Linked DNA regions of Gossypium hirsutum: region 2 is linked to region 1. A link is a contact called in public Hi-C data. All regions are on one chromosome and are shown on one strand. The core of a region is the stretch at or near the end of the contact, and the rest is flanking DNA. Distances in the headings are between cores, read along the strand shown. Region 1 holds the start of LOC107903828 (transcription factor bHLH149). Region 2 holds the start of LOC107893743 (intermediate cleaving peptidase 55, mitochondrial).

Region 1 (4,208 bases), core at 1,637-4,136:
ATCCAAGTGGGTTAAGTTTTTGTACTCTGTTGTAATTTTCTTGATTCAATGCAGTAGTTCTATTCTTTTAGTCATTGTTTAACACTGTTAATACTGTTAAATTTTTTTATTAAATTTGTTGCTATGCCATTTTTAAAATAAAAAATTACTTACTTGGTAGTTATGTGATTAAAAAATTGACTTTGTAATTAACTTGAATTTAGCAAAAAAAATTAGTAGTGCTAACAGTTAAACCTAAATGTTAAAATCTGAAAGGTAGATGAACTAAATTTCATGAAATAAAGATATATGGACTAAATTTTCATTTTTCAAAAAGTAAAGGGATTTGTGATAAATTTTAACAATTTTTTTTAAAAAGAAAAAACATAGTTAAATTCCTTTTATTTTTTTGAATAACATGTTGATTTTATTAGAAAATGAGAAAGAATAGGGTCTCATGTATATGAAAAAGATAAGGAAAGAGGGAGCAAGGCAACACCCAGGTTATGTATCAGACTTATTCTCTTCCATTTCAATTTAGAGTGCTACATTTATTCCTAAAATTAATTTGTGTTGAGCTTTGAGCTGCCCAACAAATATTTTATATTTCATTTTGCTTCACCAAATTACTCATTAATTATTTATCTTAGGAATTAAGTTAAGATGATTGAAATAACATGCTACCTTAAAGATAATGGTTATTGCTAATTTAAAAAACCTATCCTTCTTTTTCTGATTTAGCCTCTTGTTGCTATTCATTCTTTTTTCTTCTTTTTCTTTTTGTTACTTTCTAGCCCTAACTTAAAATCATTGCTAAATTCTAAGTACAATAAAATATTTGTTAAAGTGAACTAATAAAATATGCTAAAGGTTAAGATGTTGATCATTCTTTTTATGTTATTCAACACCAAGCTTTTATTTTTCTTTTTGATGTCTAATAAGAGAAATCCATGTCTTCTATAAATATAGAGATTCTAATAACAAAAAAAAAATCAATTTATTTTTATATTATATAAGTTATTTATTTGTTATGTAATATGAAAATTGTATTAATGGTTATGTCAATAGTTAGTAAAAATTGAATTAAATTAAAATGTGATGTATGAAATTGCATAAAATTAAAATTTATTGAAATTTATAATTTTAAAAAAAATTAAGAAATTTGTTGTTGAAAAGTAAATAAATTTTGGCGGAAGTAGGTAGAGTGTAGAGGGAAGGTAAAGAAAAATGTTGAGGTATAGTCATAAAATCGCAAGCAAATAATTGGGTAGATGAAGGTATTCCTATTTACATTGCATTTTCAATCCCATAATAATTTAATTTATTGAATTCATGATGTTGACCAACTAACTCATACTTTAGCATTCCAATTCAGTTTTGACTCTTGTTTCTTTTGGACAATATATAATCTGTGAGTTGATGTTCCATCACTTTACTTTTATTTTCATAACATTTTTAGGTAAAGAAAAGTTATTTTATTTGATTTTTTTATTCAAAAATAGTTTACACAGAGAAGAAAAAAAAACGTGTGTTTCGATTAATTTAGAAATGTTGGGAATGATAATAATGGGTTGCGTGGATTTTGATATTTACGATTTTTTTTTCAAGGAAAAGAATAATGATATTAATTAATATAATAAGAATAATTAAAATTTATAAAGAAATGACATTACTAAACGCGAATTAATAAGCTTTTCTCATACACTCATATTTAACACCTTACCTCCTTTTCGATACTAAAAGTACAAAAACTCAAAAAGGATGGTATAATATAAAAAACAATGTTTGCTTGGAATAAAGTTGCTCGTGGAAATTTTATTAGTACTCCGACAAATCCAATAAAAATAAAGATGTTGAAAATGAGACAAAAGCCAACAAAAATTATAAAGTATCAAACCCACCTTAGAGCTGCGCAACTTATTCGAATTCAAAGCATGAATCACCTTGACGCAATCATACTTCACGAGAACATTGTCGAAACTGGACGTTTTGAGCCAAGATGGAGCCTCGCGTATGGCCGATGCTTCGGCAACTGTTGCACTTCCTATTGTTGGTAGCTTTCTCGAGACCCCCAATAAAGGTCCATGCATATCACAGATCACTGCCCCAAAGATATTGTGGATTTGAAATGGGTGTAGATATTAATTATTGGATATTCATGATCCAAATCCACTTTAATTTTACAGATAACAACATTCACGTTACTTCTTTTAGTAAGAGATTCAAATATTTGAATTCGTTTATTCCTTTTATTTTTTTAAAAAAATATATTTTAAATAATATAATTGTATTTATATTTGAATTCAAGTAGTAATACTTTTATTGGGTAAGGGTATTGTTTTTTAACATATCTTACTACATAAGTTAGCAATAAATTAATTACACATGGTGATTTTAATTACTCATATGATTTGTTTTCAACCTGAAAAATATTTTTTTACTTAACTATTATTCTTATTTCAAGTAGAAATTTATATTAATTATTCTTTATGTTATAATAGTATTTTTTTTATATGGAAAAAAAAGGAGAGAATTGGATTGTTTAAATTCTAACTTTGAATCTAATGTCAATCTACATATCAAGTGTACCACCAAATCAGTAACTTAGTTGACATGTTACAATACATATTCAAATTTAGCAAATTTACATTTTCAAATTTAAATTTTACAACTCTGTGGGCATTAAAAGTTTTTCAATTACAATCAACCTTTTTATAACAGTAACCCTTTATAAAAAAATTATTCTTATTTTTTATAAAATTAATTATATTCTTAAATAAAATAAAAATAAAAATATTATTAAGATAAAATATTTAAATTCTATATAAAAATATAGTAATGAAAATAAATATTAAAAAATGGAATTGTATTGAAAATCATTGACATTTCTGTAACATTCACTGTATATACTCAAAAAAAAAAAAAAGATCCAGTACACTGCCAATGGAGTGTTTATTTTAAAAAAGTAAAAAAAAAAAGTATGATTATAGAGAAATTAAATAATAATAATAAAAGAAGAAAGAGAGAGCGCAGCACAGAAGCTGAAACCCGCGTGTTGTTTTTTTATTAGTTGGTGAATGAGAGAAATGAAAGGGCATGGCTTTTATAAAGTGATTGGAAGCCCCTCTCTCTGTTTCTCAACTCATATCCCAAACCATTAACATAACCTATATCTTACTTTCCAACCTCTTTCTTCCATCTCCATCTCCATCTCCATCTCCTTTCTGCAATTATTCCCAACTTTCCATGGCTTCCTTCACACCCAATCTAGAACCTGCCCCTGACACCTCTCTTCAGTTCAAGCCCAAGAAACCCAGGATAACCCTTCAAACCCCTTCCTCTTGTCCTCCCAATCAACGCATCCAAAGAATTAAGCGATGGCGGACCCAACGAGACCAACACATCTACTCCTCCAAGCTCTTCCAGGCTCTCCGTCGTTCTCGTCGTACCTCCGCCTCCAGGGAAGTCCACGAAACGGCTGACAGGGTTCTCGCCGTTTTGGCCAAGGGCACCACTCGTTGGGGCAGAGCCATTCTCACCGCTCGCAAGGTGACCAAACATAAGAAAGCCAAGCTCCCTACTAATAACAGGTTGAGGAAGCCCGATATTTACAGAGAGAGGAGGAAAACGCCGGCTGTTGAGCGGAAGTTGAAGGTTTTGGGACGTCTCGTCCCCGGTTGCCGGAAACTATCCTTCTCCAACCTTATAGAAGAAACTAGCGATTACATAGCGGCTCTAGAGATGCAAGTTCGAGCCATGACGGCTATTACCGAGTTTCTCTGCGGCGGAACTGGCGGTGGACCGCAGCCGCCGGCTGATCGCCTTCCCTCTAATGTCAACTCTTGAAAAGGTGTTTATTATTAATAATTATTATTATTTTTGGAAACTGTTTATCGGTGAGATTTTTAAGTTGCTGTATTTTATTGTGTATACACGACTTTTTCTTTCTTTTTGAGCTCCACTTTTGTTTATTTTATTTATTTATTTATTTATTTTCGGTTTGTTAAGCATCATTTAATTAATTGATTAGAACATGCCAATGCCAATGCCAGCTATTTCTTTTTGGGTGGAATAATAATAATAATAATAATAATAATAATAATAATGTAAAAGCTTAAATTAATTTTTATTAGTGGCATTTATCAACTTAATTAAAATTTACAAATTTAGGAAAGTTTGAAAAACACCACAAATTACTTGGATGATCAAAATAAATAAGATTTGAATTC
Region 2 (4,262 bases), core at 712-3,211, 310 kb after region 1:
GCCTGCCTCATTTGTGGCTCCTCTTACGACAATTATTCTTCACGCTGCCGCTGCACTCACTGCAGAATACTTGTCTTGATCTGTGATAGTTGTCAGGTATGTTCTACAATTATCTCTTGAGCCATCTTTTTTAACAAGATACTGTTTATGCTTCTTCTGGTACACCTTTTATTTTCTATATTCATCATTGGTGTTTCTGAACTTTGTCAATTTGGGTGGCAGATAAAGAGTGATGCATATGTTTGTGAGTTGTGCCTGAAACATGGTATGGATTTTGGATCCATTCCATCTGTGGAAGATGGTGAGCTTGCAACAGTATTGGACAAAAATGATCTGAAAACTGTTTGTTCAGATTCCAAAATCTCATCTCACCTGCCTTCAAGAAATGGTAAGGTCTGTAATATCTTATATAAGAGTAAATCTTAGGTTAAGCAAGAAATGTTAAGTAATTAACTGATTAATTTAATTGGTGTTGGGGATACTCTACACTTTTTTTCTATTATTGTTAAATCTCGTCTATGATATGCCACTTTTAGCATCTATTTACAAAAGCATACATATTGTTTATTGCAAATAGATTTGCAACTTATGTGTAAAACTCATTTGCTAGGGGATTTATCTTGAAACCTGCATTTTTAATACTGAATACTAGATTACCTTGATATCCTGAGTGGTTTAAAGTTGACTGTAAAAATTGATATGGATTTTGTTTTTGCTGGTCCTAAAATTGTTATAACTTCTATTCTTAGGCAATGCAGCTCCAAGGAAATTAAGAATTTTATGCTTGCATGGTTTTCGGCAAAATGCCTCCTGTTTTAAAGGAAGAAGCGCGTCACTAGCCAAGAAACTTAAAAGCATTGCTGAACTTGTTTTTATTGATGCACCCCATGAGTTGCCATTCATTTACCAGTCTAGTACAGAAGCAAAAAATAGTTGTGCTCCACCTACTGGACAACATGCTCCTCCACCTGAGAACTGCAAAAGGAAGTATGCATGGTTGGTTGCATCTGATTTTGGTGGGAAGGTTGAAGCTGATTGGAAAATAGCAAATCAGCCATTCGACCCTCTTCAGTACCAGGGACAAACTGATGGCTTTGATGTATCACTAGCCTATTTGAAAAAAATGTTCTCCGAGCAAGGACCCTTTGATGGGATTTTGGGATTTTCACAAGGAGCAGCAATGGCTGCTTTACTTTGTGCACAAGGAGACAAGCTAAAGGCTGAAATTGATCTCAGATTTGTGATATTGTGCTCTGGATTTGCTCTCCCATTGGCAGATTTCTGGCAAAAGCCCATTAATTGCCCATCACTTCATATATTTGGTAGTGATCCCCGCAAGGACAGACAGATAACAAGCCATACCAGCAGATACCTGGCATCAAGATTTGAAGATGGTTGCTCTGTTATTATTGAACATGAATTTGGTCACATCATTCCAACTCGGTCTCCATACATGGACAATATAAAGGACTTTCTTCGACGTTTTCTCTGATGTATTAGATATGTATTTGACTAGTTTTTTTATTCTTCATTTCTCTGTTTAGAAATGAGGCCCGACACTGGAACTGAAGAGATTTAGTCTTTCAAAATGAGCTAATTGTCCCATGTGCATGCTAATCAGCTAGTTAATTTTTTGTCAGAAACTTTAGCCATTCTTAATGATGCAATAGTCCATTGTTATGGATTAATACATGGTTCCCGGAATCAAAACTGTACCCATAGTAATCGTTGGGTTGAACCGGTTTGAGTGAAGCACTTGGAATTAATTGAACCTAAACAAAAATCCAATTGAATTGGTTTTATAATTTAAAAGATTTATGAATTTATAATAATTTATTTAATTAAAATTAGAGTTGATTGTAGCATAGATCTGATTTTTCAAACCAAGGATTAATATGAGCATTACTCTATTGCATGCGGATCTATATTGTTTGGATCCATGAATACAAATTGATTGAATTGGCAAAAAAATTAATTACACTATCAATTCAACAGAATTTTTTAAAAAATTTATAATATTTTAATGGGACTAAGTTGAATCGATCCAACCAACTAATTGGTGTCAACCACAGGTTGGATTTAAAAAACATAGATGATGAACTCTTAAACCCTAAACTAGTCCGGGAACAGTGTTAGTAAGTGTGGGGGATTGGGAATGCTTTTCAAGGAATAAATCCTAAACTGAAACTAACTTTTGATTCCCAAAAGGCTCCAACACAAACTCTTTGAACCAATTATCTATAGTCTGAATTCTGAACTACACTGGAAGGAACGCATAGCTGTTAACCCAGCTGAGGAAGCAAACAGGAAAGGAACAATGAAGATTTTGAGTAGGAAACTGCTGCACCAATTATCCTTCAAACAAGTATCTTTCTTTTTCCTCCTTTACCAACTAACTCATGGTTTTATGCTTATTGGAATGAATTATCAAGTGGGTACTTTTCAAATGCTTGGTGCTCAACATTTTTGCTTCAATTAAACATCTTTCTATTATCTTCCTTCTTTTGGGACATTAGTATATGATCGCTAATTGAATTTTCAAGTTGGTTGTGAATTTTGAGGACTTTGCTTTACGATCTTCGCATCTTAACGATGCTTATGTTTATTAAATTTGCTTTTATTTGTTTATTTATTTTCATAATTATTTACAACGTTTTGATTTATGAACGGGTTATTATACTTCCACCTTCTATCTACATGACAAGTTTTCTAGCACGAAGATTTTACTATCTTTTCCTCCTTGTTCTTTTTCTTTGAATGAAGACCGAAGGGTACTACCTTTATTTATTGAGTTCATACTATCACGTGTTTAATCAGAGATGTAGAGTACTTATTAATTGTTGCTGGAAAACTATGACTGATTCTTTTTTGTTGTTGCTCAATCTAAGAGTGATTGTTCTACGACTGTTAATATCATTTTAAAAAACTTACTTGATAGGCTATCCGTCGCTGTACATATTCTACTGGGAAAGTCTCAGATTTTGGACAACCTACTTCAGCATCTCATCCTCAGGTGTGCTTCTTAACATGTCCTCATCACTCTGATGTTAGGAAACATGGTAGAGATTTGAGAATTCTGATGGTTTTGCTTTTGTATGATTAGTCTGCAAATAATACAAGGCTTTGATGGGTAAAATGGCAATTTGATGCTGTCAGCTTCCTGGACAAAGAGAAGAAGGTTTTAAGTATGCTTTAAGTTTAGTTTGGTTCTTGTTCTAAGGCATTTTTTCTTCATGTTTACCTCTCAGTTAATGAAGGAAGGGGAGATTACACCTGGTATAGCTACCAAAGAATACATCTCTAGACAGAAAAGATTGTTGGAACTTCTTCCTGAAAATAGCTTGGCCATCATTGCTGCTGCCCCTGTAAAGATGATGACTGATGTTGTGCCTTATACATTTCAACAAGATGCTGATTACTTGTATCTTACTGGTTGCCAGCAACCTGGTGGGGTGGCAGTATTAAGTCATGAGTGTGGTTTATGCATGTTCATGCCAGAACCAAAACCTCATGTATGTTGAGGTTGTGTAACTGAATATTTTGATACTAAATGCTTTTGTTGTCTAATTTTGCAGTAAGAAGGCTTTAGTTTTTTCTTTTCATTTTTAATTATAAGATGGATGGTTCATTTGGACTTTTCCGTTGGGCATGGAGTAGGTTGACTTGTAAACATCAAGTTATTTCTAATTCTTTAGTATTTCAGTAAGGCTGAAATGATCTAGTTTCTTCTTGTTCTTTTGTTATGCATGACATGTTTTAAGTTCATTCAAAATTTTATGAAGTTATGGTTTATGTAGGATGCTGTTTGGCAAGGACAAATAGCAGGAGTTGATGCAGCACTAGAGATGTTCAAAGCTGAAGAAGCTTATCCAGTGAGCAAATTAGATAAGGTGATATGATAATCCGTTGTAGATATGATAGTTCAAATGTCTTGCTTTATCATATATGATATGATAAGGAAAGTAACTTCTTTGTTTCTCCTTCTATTTCTTTCTTAAATACTTTTAAAATAATGCCTGGCAGATCCTTCCAAATATGATAAAAAGATCTTCCAAATTGTTCCACAACAAGCTGACGGCTACACCGACCTACACAGATTTGGAAACCTTTCAAAATGCAGCTCATGTTAGGAAAGTGAGTGACCTTTCTCTTTTCACCCATGAGCTACGATGGGTAAAATCTCCTTCTGAACTTAAGTTAATGAAAGAATCCGCAGCAATTGCTTGTCAGGTACTTTCTTGTCCAACCCTGTTGGTCCCTCT

The links. Hi-C and Micro-C count contacts between places; a contact is called where the count stands out from the background.
Region 2: a Hi-C map of leaf shows a contact between it and region 1, with 6 times the contacts expected there. The contact joins the promoter of LOC107893743 here to the promoter of LOC107903828 in region 1. A contact is called at or near these places in 2 of 34 Hi-C or Micro-C datasets (leaf and seedling).

The regions. Positions count from the first base shown.
Region 1 is chrA13:80,008,905-80,013,112 of Gossypium_hirsutum_v2.1, forward strand. LOC107903828 (transcription factor bHLH149) reads left to right here and starts at 2,887. Exons shown (of 1, transcript XM_016830001.2): 1 at 2,887-3,934. The coding sequence starts at 3,226. The coding sequence ends at 3,825.
Region 2 is chrA13:80,318,741-80,323,002 of Gossypium_hirsutum_v2.1, forward strand. LOC107893743 (intermediate cleaving peptidase 55, mitochondrial) reads left to right here and starts at 1,962. Exons shown (of 14, transcript XM_016818812.2): 1 at 1,962-2,365; 2 at 2,939-3,013; 3 at 3,249-3,512; 4 at 3,798-3,890; 5 at 4,024-4,230. The coding sequence starts at 2,318. It overlaps LOC107893745 (rhodanese-like domain-containing protein 6), which reads left to right. Exons shown (of 9, transcript XM_016818815.2): 7 at 1-96; 8 at 223-388; 9 at 750-1,605. The coding sequence ends at 1,492.